2 separate regions of the Xenopus laevis genome follow, and region 1 is linked to region 2. Evidence: chromatin contacts called from public Hi-C data. All regions are on one chromosome and are shown on one strand. Each heading gives the region's core, a stretch centred on a gene start, on an enhancer-like site or on the middle of the called end of the contact. The rest is flanking DNA. Distances are from core to core; before and after follow the strand shown. Region 1 has its middle 45 kb from the start of LOC108697577. Region 2 overlaps cdon.S (cell adhesion molecule-related/down-regulated by oncogenes-like).

Evidence for each region. Hi-C and Micro-C count contacts between places; a contact is called where the count stands out from the background.
Region 1: a Hi-C map of the XTC cell line shows a contact between it and region 2, with 4 times the contacts expected there. The contact joins two enhancer-like sites. A contact is called at or near these places in 2 of 4 Hi-C or Micro-C datasets (the XL177 cell line and the XTC cell line).

What each region holds. Positions count from the first base shown.
Region 1 is chr7S:61,868,726-61,873,319 of Xenopus_laevis_v10.1, forward strand. No RefSeq gene overlaps it. Among protein-coding and RNA genes, the nearest start is that of LOC108697577, 45 kb to the right of the region's middle. Within about 2 kb of position 2,081, at least 2 of the 7 cell types and tissues checked have an H3K27ac peak or open chromatin away from gene starts, as enhancers often do.
Region 2 is chr7S:61,588,895-61,594,076 of Xenopus_laevis_v10.1, forward strand. It overlaps cdon.S (cell adhesion molecule-related/down-regulated by oncogenes-like), which reads right to left. Exons shown (of 21, transcript XM_041571311.1): 8 at 3,855-4,124; 9 at 2,653-3,012. Among protein-coding and RNA genes, the nearest start is that of LOC121396681, 100 kb to the left of the region's middle. Within about 2 kb of position 2,852, at least 1 of the 7 cell types and tissues checked has an H3K27ac peak or open chromatin away from gene starts, as enhancers often do.

The DNA of each region.
Region 1 (4,594 bases), core at 831-3,330, 280 kb after region 2:
AATTGTAGCGCTACTAGCACAGCTTTCATTCCTTTTACCGTATATACTCGTGTATAAGCCGACCCGCGTATAAGCCGAGGTACCTAATTTTACCTATGAAAACCAGAAAAACGTATTGACTCGCGTATAAGCCTAGACACAACTCAGAAAAGTCTCAGAAATATCAAACAGTCGGTTTAATGTTAAAAATCAAGCCATGATGCGGGGAAGAGCGAGAGTTGTAGTTGAGGAGGAGCCACAGGTTGCAGACATGAGGCATGGCCTCTCCATACAAATACATTGTTCCTACAGCTGTGTCTGTTCAAGTTGTCAACCACTACTAATTATTACATACAGCTTATGGTTCACATAGCAACTAAAGCAAGAGAATGCAGATATAAGTCATATGGCAACCATTTTGGATTCATTAGCACATTTCTATGGCAGGCACAACATTGTTATTCTTTGTTTATTTCTTCATTAAACTGCTGTATTCAGGCACAGCAAAGAAATAGCTCTTTCTGCTGTTCATCAGCTAGCAGCTCTGCTGCAGTCATGATTAATTAATGAGCTACACATACAGTAAATGAGAAGAGAAACATCTTCAACTAAGATTTCCTGAGGAACATGAAATATTAGAGAACCAACAAGATACTGCTTTTCAAATTACCGGTATACAACATGGCGAGGGAAACGACGGCGACCCGACTGTTCTATTCTCCCTCCTCCCGCTGGTGCGCACTGCAGCCTGGGAAAGACTGGCACCTCCTCACTGCAGCCGCTACCTGAGCCTAGCGCGTATTCACTTCCTGCTCCTCCTCCCCTCCCACTTATTGTTATACCTCCCACAGACCGCGACGCCTCCTAGCGCTGTTCTCTCCTCGCTGCTCTTCCGGCTACTTCAAGCTGACCCGCGTATAACCCGAGGTAGGATTTTCAAGCACATTTTCGGTGCTGAAAATCTCGGCTTATACGCGAGTATATACGGTATTCTCTTTAATCTCTAAGGCACTGAGGATTTGTTGGTTTTATAGCAAAGTTAGCTCTCCTTACAAGACAGTTAAACGTAGTAACGAAACCACAGTCCTCAGTGTTCTACCTTCCTCCCACATGTGGTGTCCCAGGAAAACCAGCCTATTGGGTTTATTTAATGTTTAAATGATGTTCTAGTAGACTTAAGACATGAAGATCCAAATTACAGAAAGATCTGTTATCTGGAAAACCCCAGGTCCCGAGCATTCTGGATAACAGGTCCCATACCTGTACAAGTGAGTGAACATTAATTACAAGTGAACTATATTTATTTTTGTGATCTAAGCGTAAGAGTAGTAACTAAGTTTTGTTAGGCAGAATTGAACTCTAGCAAAAGATTGCTATAAAATGCTATCGCTGATGAATTAATGCTAGCAAACGTCGCCAGCGTTCGGCTGCTGAGATGGAGCTTCACATTTTAGTGAATTACCATAGTGGTAACGATTTTGTGGCTGACCAAGTGGCGGGAAGTGTGGCGGATTGTTCGCTGGCAAAAATTCACCCTTTAGTTACTTTGCCCCAATGCCTGTAGTACAGTTATATTTACTGTACTTTTTATTGCACCTGTAGCAGTAGAATCAGCAAAGATATGTGCACTAGTAATTGTGAGTTCATGGAAGGTAGAACTTCAGGTTCCCCTGTTGTTTGCACTATGCTTTTAGGGGCAGAGTTTCCAGATGGCTTTCTACACAGAAGGAGCAGAAAAGACATTCCAGGACATCCTAATTGTTAGTCCCTGGACATCACAAGTGCCTCTAGCTAAAAGCCATCACTCAAATCCACCAGTTGCCTCTGATTATGAATCTATCATCTGGGGTTAATATCCCTGGTTACCACAGCATTAATAAACTAAGATCGGAGAGTTTTAATATTCATTTCAAGCGAATAGTTTGGAGATTTGTTTAGACAATAGAGGACATATCTCTAAAATCATCTTGATTGTTGGTAAATGAAGTAGTCCCCAAATGTTTTCAGTGGCTAAGAAATTCTTGCCTTCTCTCGCACTGACATCCCTATGCTTATGTCCCCCAGGGGCTGTCAAACCTTGTGTTTAATCCCTAAAGAATGAGGTGGGAGACCATAAACATAAAATAAAAGGGTCCTTGTCTCAGGTCATTGCATTCAAAGGCAGAGGCTGAGCACATGGATTTCTTTTATCATGCAGATGTGCTGCACTTTGGCCCTCTCTAACACACACATTAATATTGTTGCAAGGATCCATGGGGAGCTTCCATTTGCATAACAGTGTGAAATGGCTAATCATATCCAGGTTCTTTAGAGAGCAGTACCAGCAGTGACAAGGATCATTAGAAGATCTGCAGTTTGGGACATGAGAAGGACAAACATTTATACTTTCTTAACTCCTTGTACTCTTAATTCCTTCTTGCATAGAAAGCCTTTTGAAGAAAACGATTTTATTACTGGTAGGCTAAGAGAGCTAACAGGGATTTTAAACCCATGAAATACAGTACCTTGCATTTGTATTTAAACAAATCAACAACAAAGAACTACATGGTAATGTGCTACACATTCAAGCTGGAGATACAGTAGCCTATTCACAGTCAGCATTCAGTGCTATTACTTTTCAACTGTAATTAAACATGTCTCTGGAAAACCTTAGAAGCAGTGACTAGATCATATATGAGGAGCTGACATCATGGAGTCACTGGAAAAATGTATGCAATATGCATAAAGCGGCACTATGTATTCAGCTAGGCAGCCTTATAAAGTAAATGTGTTAAGAGTGCAAATAAGGGACCTGCTAAACACCTTATTATCAATACATACACACAGAAACTCTTTCAGCAAATCCTTATAAATAATTATCAAAACTGATAAAAGTGCCAGTTCTTCGATATATGTTCATTTGCTTTCAGAATTTAAAAGTGTTCACTTTCAGTGGGGGTTAGTGCCGTGCACCTTAGCAGCAGCGATGAACATTGAATTGAATTATCAATCCCCATTGCTAGCCTCTTCTGGCCAAAAGATGTCCTAAATGTTCTTTACTTCCTTCAGACCAAATTCAAACTTCTTGTGTGAAATACATTTATAAAGGCTGGTTACATCATATATGACAAACAAGGGAAAGTTGTGCTCACCACTAATTTTTAAAAACATTAGACGGGGGTGCAATGAGGCTGTGACCACAAAATACATATAGACAAATACAAGAGTCCTCTGCACTCAACCCATTATCAATATATTTAAGACAGAGACATTTTGTGCATACTGCTACTGAAAAATGCCTTACCCTTTAAACAAAACAGGGATTGTTTGTCCATATATTGCAATATATTTAAGCTGGCTAACTATGTAACATTTATCCCATATCTGGCCAGACCTATGCTCAATTTTCATCTGATTCATTAAGAATTCTATGCAATAGACTATTCTTATGTAATATGCATTCTCTTCTGCCACACTTGTAGAGTCAGGGAAAGCTTTTAGGCATGACATGTAGTTTAAATGGAATCAAAGCCTTACCTCATATTTATGTAATATCTGTTTATATATCACTCATACTGACACAATGCATGATTAACCCCACTTCTAGGCTAATCTCTGGATCCACCGGAAGCTTATGATGTCAACATGGGTGGTAAACAGATTCGAGAACATGTTTAAGGTGCTGCCTCTGAAGATTTAAAGATTACAGACATGACAACAATGGCACGTGAAAGATGAGAAATCCTCATATAGGTTTTTTGTTCATGTATCTTATTTATTTTTTAATGGATTTATGTAGGATGGATTATGAATCAGTGTACTATGGAACCATCTATTCACTTTTTCCCAACTTTATCAATTTTTTTTATTCATTTCTGTTTAATGTCACACTTCATACATGTCTAAGCCGTGGTTCAAAAGACACTTCTACAATCCGAACGGCATTTGTGTACTTAAGGAATTGTGTTTCTAAATTTCCATTTCTGTTCAATACCCTATATTCTGGTTCAATCAATTGACTGATTTGTTTTAAAGGAATGTTATTGCATTAGGTCTGTCTCCTTATCTATTTTCTGTGGAATTCAATTTCCAGTTTGAAGACTAAAAGGTTCCTATTTTAACAGAGGGGAGATTTATGAGCATACTTATCAGTGAGGCAATTCTTTTAGAAACTAACTATAAGTTCCAGTAATAGCTGTGATGTAATGTCTGGATGTCTCTCAAATTATAAAATAAAATTGAGGCAAAAAGGCCATTTTTAAAGAGCCAATACAGTCTAAAAAGCTCTTGTTGAATTTCTGCTTAGTAAAGGGGATAAGTTATGTGTGTGTGTATATATATATATCTTCTTTTGGCAACTGAAAGGAAGATTGATGTCTCTGAAACAAAGTAGGAAGTGTCTCTAAATTAAAGTGCATATATGATTTTAAAAATGTCACACAGAGTCGTCTGAAAAACCGTGTGATATTACATATCTGTGAAAGGCGATTTATTAACCAAAAACAGACTTTTGTATGGTTTTAATATACTGTAGCTAGTGTTAGCGAAAATCGGATATGACAGCAGGAATTTTCCTGTTAAATTGTCAAGATGTTCTTTTGAAATGTTCATAAGGAAATATACTTTTGCAGTGGAA
Region 2 (5,182 bases), core at 1,602-4,101:
GCAAATACAAGTTTCAAGTTAAAAAACAGAAGAAGCTGCCCCATGTTTATTCTAATTTCTTTTGGACTGTTGAATGCATTGTGATTCTTTTTATTATATATTAATATTATATTAATGTGTGTTCTGGTTACCAGAAAGACCCATATGATTTACAAAAGCAAAGAGAAACTAAGCATTAATCTAACCTTTTCCCATAAATGCTTGAAAGCGCATTTAACATGAACAACAAACAGAATGGCTTAAAAAAAACATTATGAAAGCAGCTTCAGAAAGCGGAGAATTAAACTTTTCCATGAGGGAAAGAACTAAAAGCTACAATTGTGAGACCTGCATGCTAGAAATAAATGGATATTTAAAGGCTGAAGTTGTTCATGATCATTTTAGGCCTGTAAAAAGCATGTTTAAAAACCATATATTTATATAAGAACAAGCAGTTGGGAATGCAGTGAAAAAACCTAATTCCTTCAGAACAAAGGTGAAAAGGGGTTAGACTATTCCTACTTTCTAATTATGATAAGAAACAAATAACAGGAATAAATGTTTTTTCTACAGTGCTCCTATGTGAAGCCCACTGAAGATGACTTTATATAATCAGAAAAAACATGCATAATTCTGAATTTTACAAAAAAATGTGTGCTTATTAGATAAAGTTTACACAATACCTCCATTTTTAACATTTTGGAAATATTAAGAGGTGGATTTATTATATGTTACCATTGCACCAGTGAAACTGATCAGTCAACAGTTTTTAAGAGACAAAACGGAATCCAACATTGAAAGCCATCTGAACAAAACTGACCTTTCTCAGGTTCTATAGTATAGCCAAAAGCTAACTTCATGGGAAAGAAACAGCAAAATATCAACAACAAAGAATTTCTAGTTAAAGCAGCAATGCATAAAAACTACATGATAGTCACAATATACCGTCTATTTTTGAGTTCAGCATAACAGTGACTAAAAGTCTATTCTGCAGAGATTGCCAATCCCCTTTGTTAAGGTTTTGAGGAAATGGATTAATCTTCCAACAAGCAACAACCCAAAATATGCATTAAACCTTTTCCTACCAATGTATGAGATAGAACGTCCGTAAGCAAAGTGACAACCTGCTAATTATATAGGATGTATAGGTTTTTAGGTTTAACCTGGCAAAACACCTACAGATAAATAACCCCCGCGGCGCTCCTGGAGAGGAGGTTAGTAGGTATCACCGTTTGTTTCAATAATATTCAATTCCCCGCTCTGCAGCTTTTGGTAATGGAGTACTCCCGCTTCAAATAAATAGAAATCTGTAGTTAAAAATAACAGTGCAAAGAGACAAGGGATCTTTTCTAAGTGCAGTATTTAGTTGTAGTTTAACATATCCCCGCATACAAAATTCCACTCACAGGATAAAAAAATTAGTATCGCATATAAATTTCTTATATGTCCGTGTGTTTCGCTCTCTGTCCCACTCCGTGTGTGTTAAGTGCTCAGAACCAGTCCCGTGCCGGCAATCAGTCCCTCTGTGGTCCAGATTTCGAGCTCTCTCAATTCACACTTGTTTTTGGAGTAGTTTTGAACAAACAGACGGACTCCTCGCTCTTATCCAACGCGTTTCGCGGACTCCGATTCGCTTTCTCAAGGACTTCTAGTAAAGCGGATCGGAGTCCTTGAGAAAGTGGTCCATTGTCTCTTTGCGCTTTTATTTTTAACTACAGATAAATAGTTAAACCTTTGCCAACCTTATCTGAAGTCCAAAGACGAGCAAGTAGTGCTAACTTACATGGCTTTTCTTTTCCATAGTCACCACACATCAACTCAACTGAATATCTTTAGTAAGATTTAAAAAGAAAAAGCAAACCACATTGTAACACCATATGACTTCCTGCAAAAGCTTGAAAGGTGAGCAGGAATAATAAACATTCTACAAAAACTTAATAGAAAAAAGGCAAAAAAAAGGCTACCTCTCTGTTTATAAAATTGTGATTATCCATAATTACATCAAACATTCATTGGTGAAGAATTCTGAGTTTGAAAATTTACGTGTGTGACTTAAAGGGGTGGTTCACCTTTGAGGTAACTTTTAGTACGTTATAGAATGGTCAAGTCTAAGCTAATTTTCAGTTGGTTTTCATTATTTGTTTGTTTTTTTATAGTTTTTTTTGCCTTTTTCTTCTGACTCTTTTCAGCTTTCAAATGGGCTTTACTGACCCCTTCTAAAAAACAAATGCTCTGTAAGGCTACAAATGTATTGTTATTGCTAATTTTTACTACTCCTCTTTCTATTCAGGCCCTCTCCTATTCCTATTGCAGTCTCTTATTCAAATAAATGCATGGTTGCTAGGATACTTTGGACCCAAGCTACCAGATTGCTTAGAATGCAAATTAAAGAACAGCTGAGCTGAATAGAAAGCAAAATAACTCAAAAACCTTAAATAATAAAAATGAAAACCAATTGCATATTGTCTCAGAATATCACTCTCTATATCATACTAAAAGTTATCTCAAAGGTAAAAAACCCCTTTATAAGAAATAATTATCTTGGTAGCTCAGTTTTTAATATCCCAAATAATAGCTTATTTAAGAGGAACAGTAATTTTATTAAAAAGCATCTTAAAATTACATAAATATATGAAAATGAGAGTCTGCTTAATTATCTGTCTTGGTACCTACCAACTGTCAGGTAAGCATCGGCATGTGCCGAGCCAAATTCATTTGTCGCTTCACATGTATATGTCCCAGCATGCTGCACAGTGATGTCTCTGATGTACAAAGAGCTGGAACCAGCTTGTGACATGGTATAGTGTACAGGATCCTGATGTAGAACAGTGGTTCCAATCTTTGACAATAATGCTTTCCGGGATTTGGAGCGCAGGACCTGAGAAGGGTGACTGCTGATAGGTCCATGGTTGTCATGCCAGCGGATGGTTGGTGTAGGAATCCCAGTGGCATTACAAGTCAGTGTAACTAAATCGCCATTTGCCACTCTGATGCTAGTGGGTGGTGACAAGATTACTGGTTTGGACCAAATATCTGCAAATTACACAGGCTTTGTTAAATTCTGCCAGATATCCAAGTTATAATAGCAATAGTATTCAAGCACTACACATGAATACAGCAAGCAATTTGGCCAAAATGTATTAATTATAAGAAAACACCATAGACTGGCTAAAGCCTGCAATGTCTTTATTATTGTGAAGAGAATATTTGGGGGACCTGCTGCCAGTAATCATCCACATAACCATGGAAATCATCAGTTGATGATTTAAACTACCAAAATTGTTGGCATAATTGTGCCCAAGCTGAATTAGTCAAATATGTCTCCCATTAACACTTAAGGGCAGATTTATCTATATTTATAATTAAAGTTCACTTTTTGTACATTCCTATGAGATTTTTAGAGGTGTATTTATCAAATTGTCAACTCTAACTTCCGTCCATTTATCAATACGCCTCTTAAAATCTCACAGGAATGAACAGAGAATTGCAGAATATTACTGTGGTAAACTGTAATTTCACACTTTGATAAATCTGCCTCTTAGTTTCAGTAACATGCTATATGTGTTGAAAGGTATATCCATGTGCAGAAAGTGAGCGCTGAATAATGAGTATAGTTTTTCTGTCCTTTAGATTGTTGCACAATAACACGACAAATCATTTGGGTGTCACATAGGCAGTATTCTGCTTCTATGTTGTAAAGGTATAATGTTTATCTGAAAGTTAGCAATATACATTAATATTGGATATAAAAATATCTTTGTTATGGCGTGACCTATGCATTGAATCAACTATAACGTTTTACCCACACATGGAAAGCAACATAGTTCCTTATGTACATATACTACAATACATAGATAGTCATTAGCTGCTCTTACCAGATGTAATGGTAAGCCTTTGCGAGACTTGTGCTGAACCAACTCCATTATTTACAAAGCACTGATAAATCCCAGAATCCTCGCCAAAAATACCAGTGATGCGTATTTTGTTTCCAGATATATGGTGACGTGTTGATGGTTTGATTTGAACAGCGTTGTGAAACCAAGTTATATTTGGAGTAGGGTTACCACGTGATTCACAGCTAAATCTTACATTGCTGCCTGCCCTTAAGGACTGATCCTCAGTTTTTTGGGAAACTGAAGGTGGTTCTGAAATGTAAATGTGATCAAAGATAGTAAGTATTTTTTGAAATAACAGAGTAAAAATCCAACGATATATAACATATACAGTAATGTTAAACTGGAAAGATTCTGTAAAATCCAAGAGAAGTTTCATTACACTTGCCTTGTTTTACAATCAAAATTTACTATCCAAAGGCAAATATATACTGCAGTTCCCGGTCAGTTCTGTCTAGATCGAATGAGGATCTGGCATTCTATAATGCAAGGTGCTGAGTGCACAAAATAATGCATATTATTGCAAAATAGAAATCGAAATCTGAATTCTTCTCAGCACAATAGTGGCCTGTTTGTCTTTCCAGCTAATCGTTTGAACGTTAACTTTGTCTATGAGAAGGATCCCACCACAAAAGTAATTATCCCATAAAACACCCAAACCCATATGAAGAATATAATTTGCAAGAACACAAGTGACACAGCAGAAACCTACACAAAAGAAAGACTAACATCTTTGAATGCTGCAACCTTGTATGCTCTCTATTAAAGATAAATCAGAGGGAAGAAAAAATATATATAGGGTATATCTCCTCTCAATGCTAGAAATACAAGCAGTATGAAAGCTTGTTGAAGAAAATGGAGCACTGTGGAAGTAATCATTGGTATGTACAGTGTCACTAAATCAGATTTTCTTTAAAGAAAGAATAAGGCTTTGCTGATTTATGTGAAACATCAAACTGTATAGACTTGGCTGCTTTCCATATAGCCAGATAATAAATCTTGACTGATTACTAAGGAACAAAAAAGACCTAGCAAGGCGAAGCCAAGAGACACATTTTCAAGGTGACTTATTTAAGCATCCAAAATTAAATTCACTTTCATGATAAATAGCCCCATACTCCTCAAGAATCCACAAATCAACTAAAATGTATAGAAATGAAGCGCATGTACCATAAAACACAGCTATTGGTCTTGCATTTTCCATGTTAATTAGTGCTGGCATGGTTATCATATTTGAATACTGGCTTTCCATCAACTATATTTGATGGCCCATGGCAGAAAGAGAGTGATTGATGCAGGTAGGATTTGAT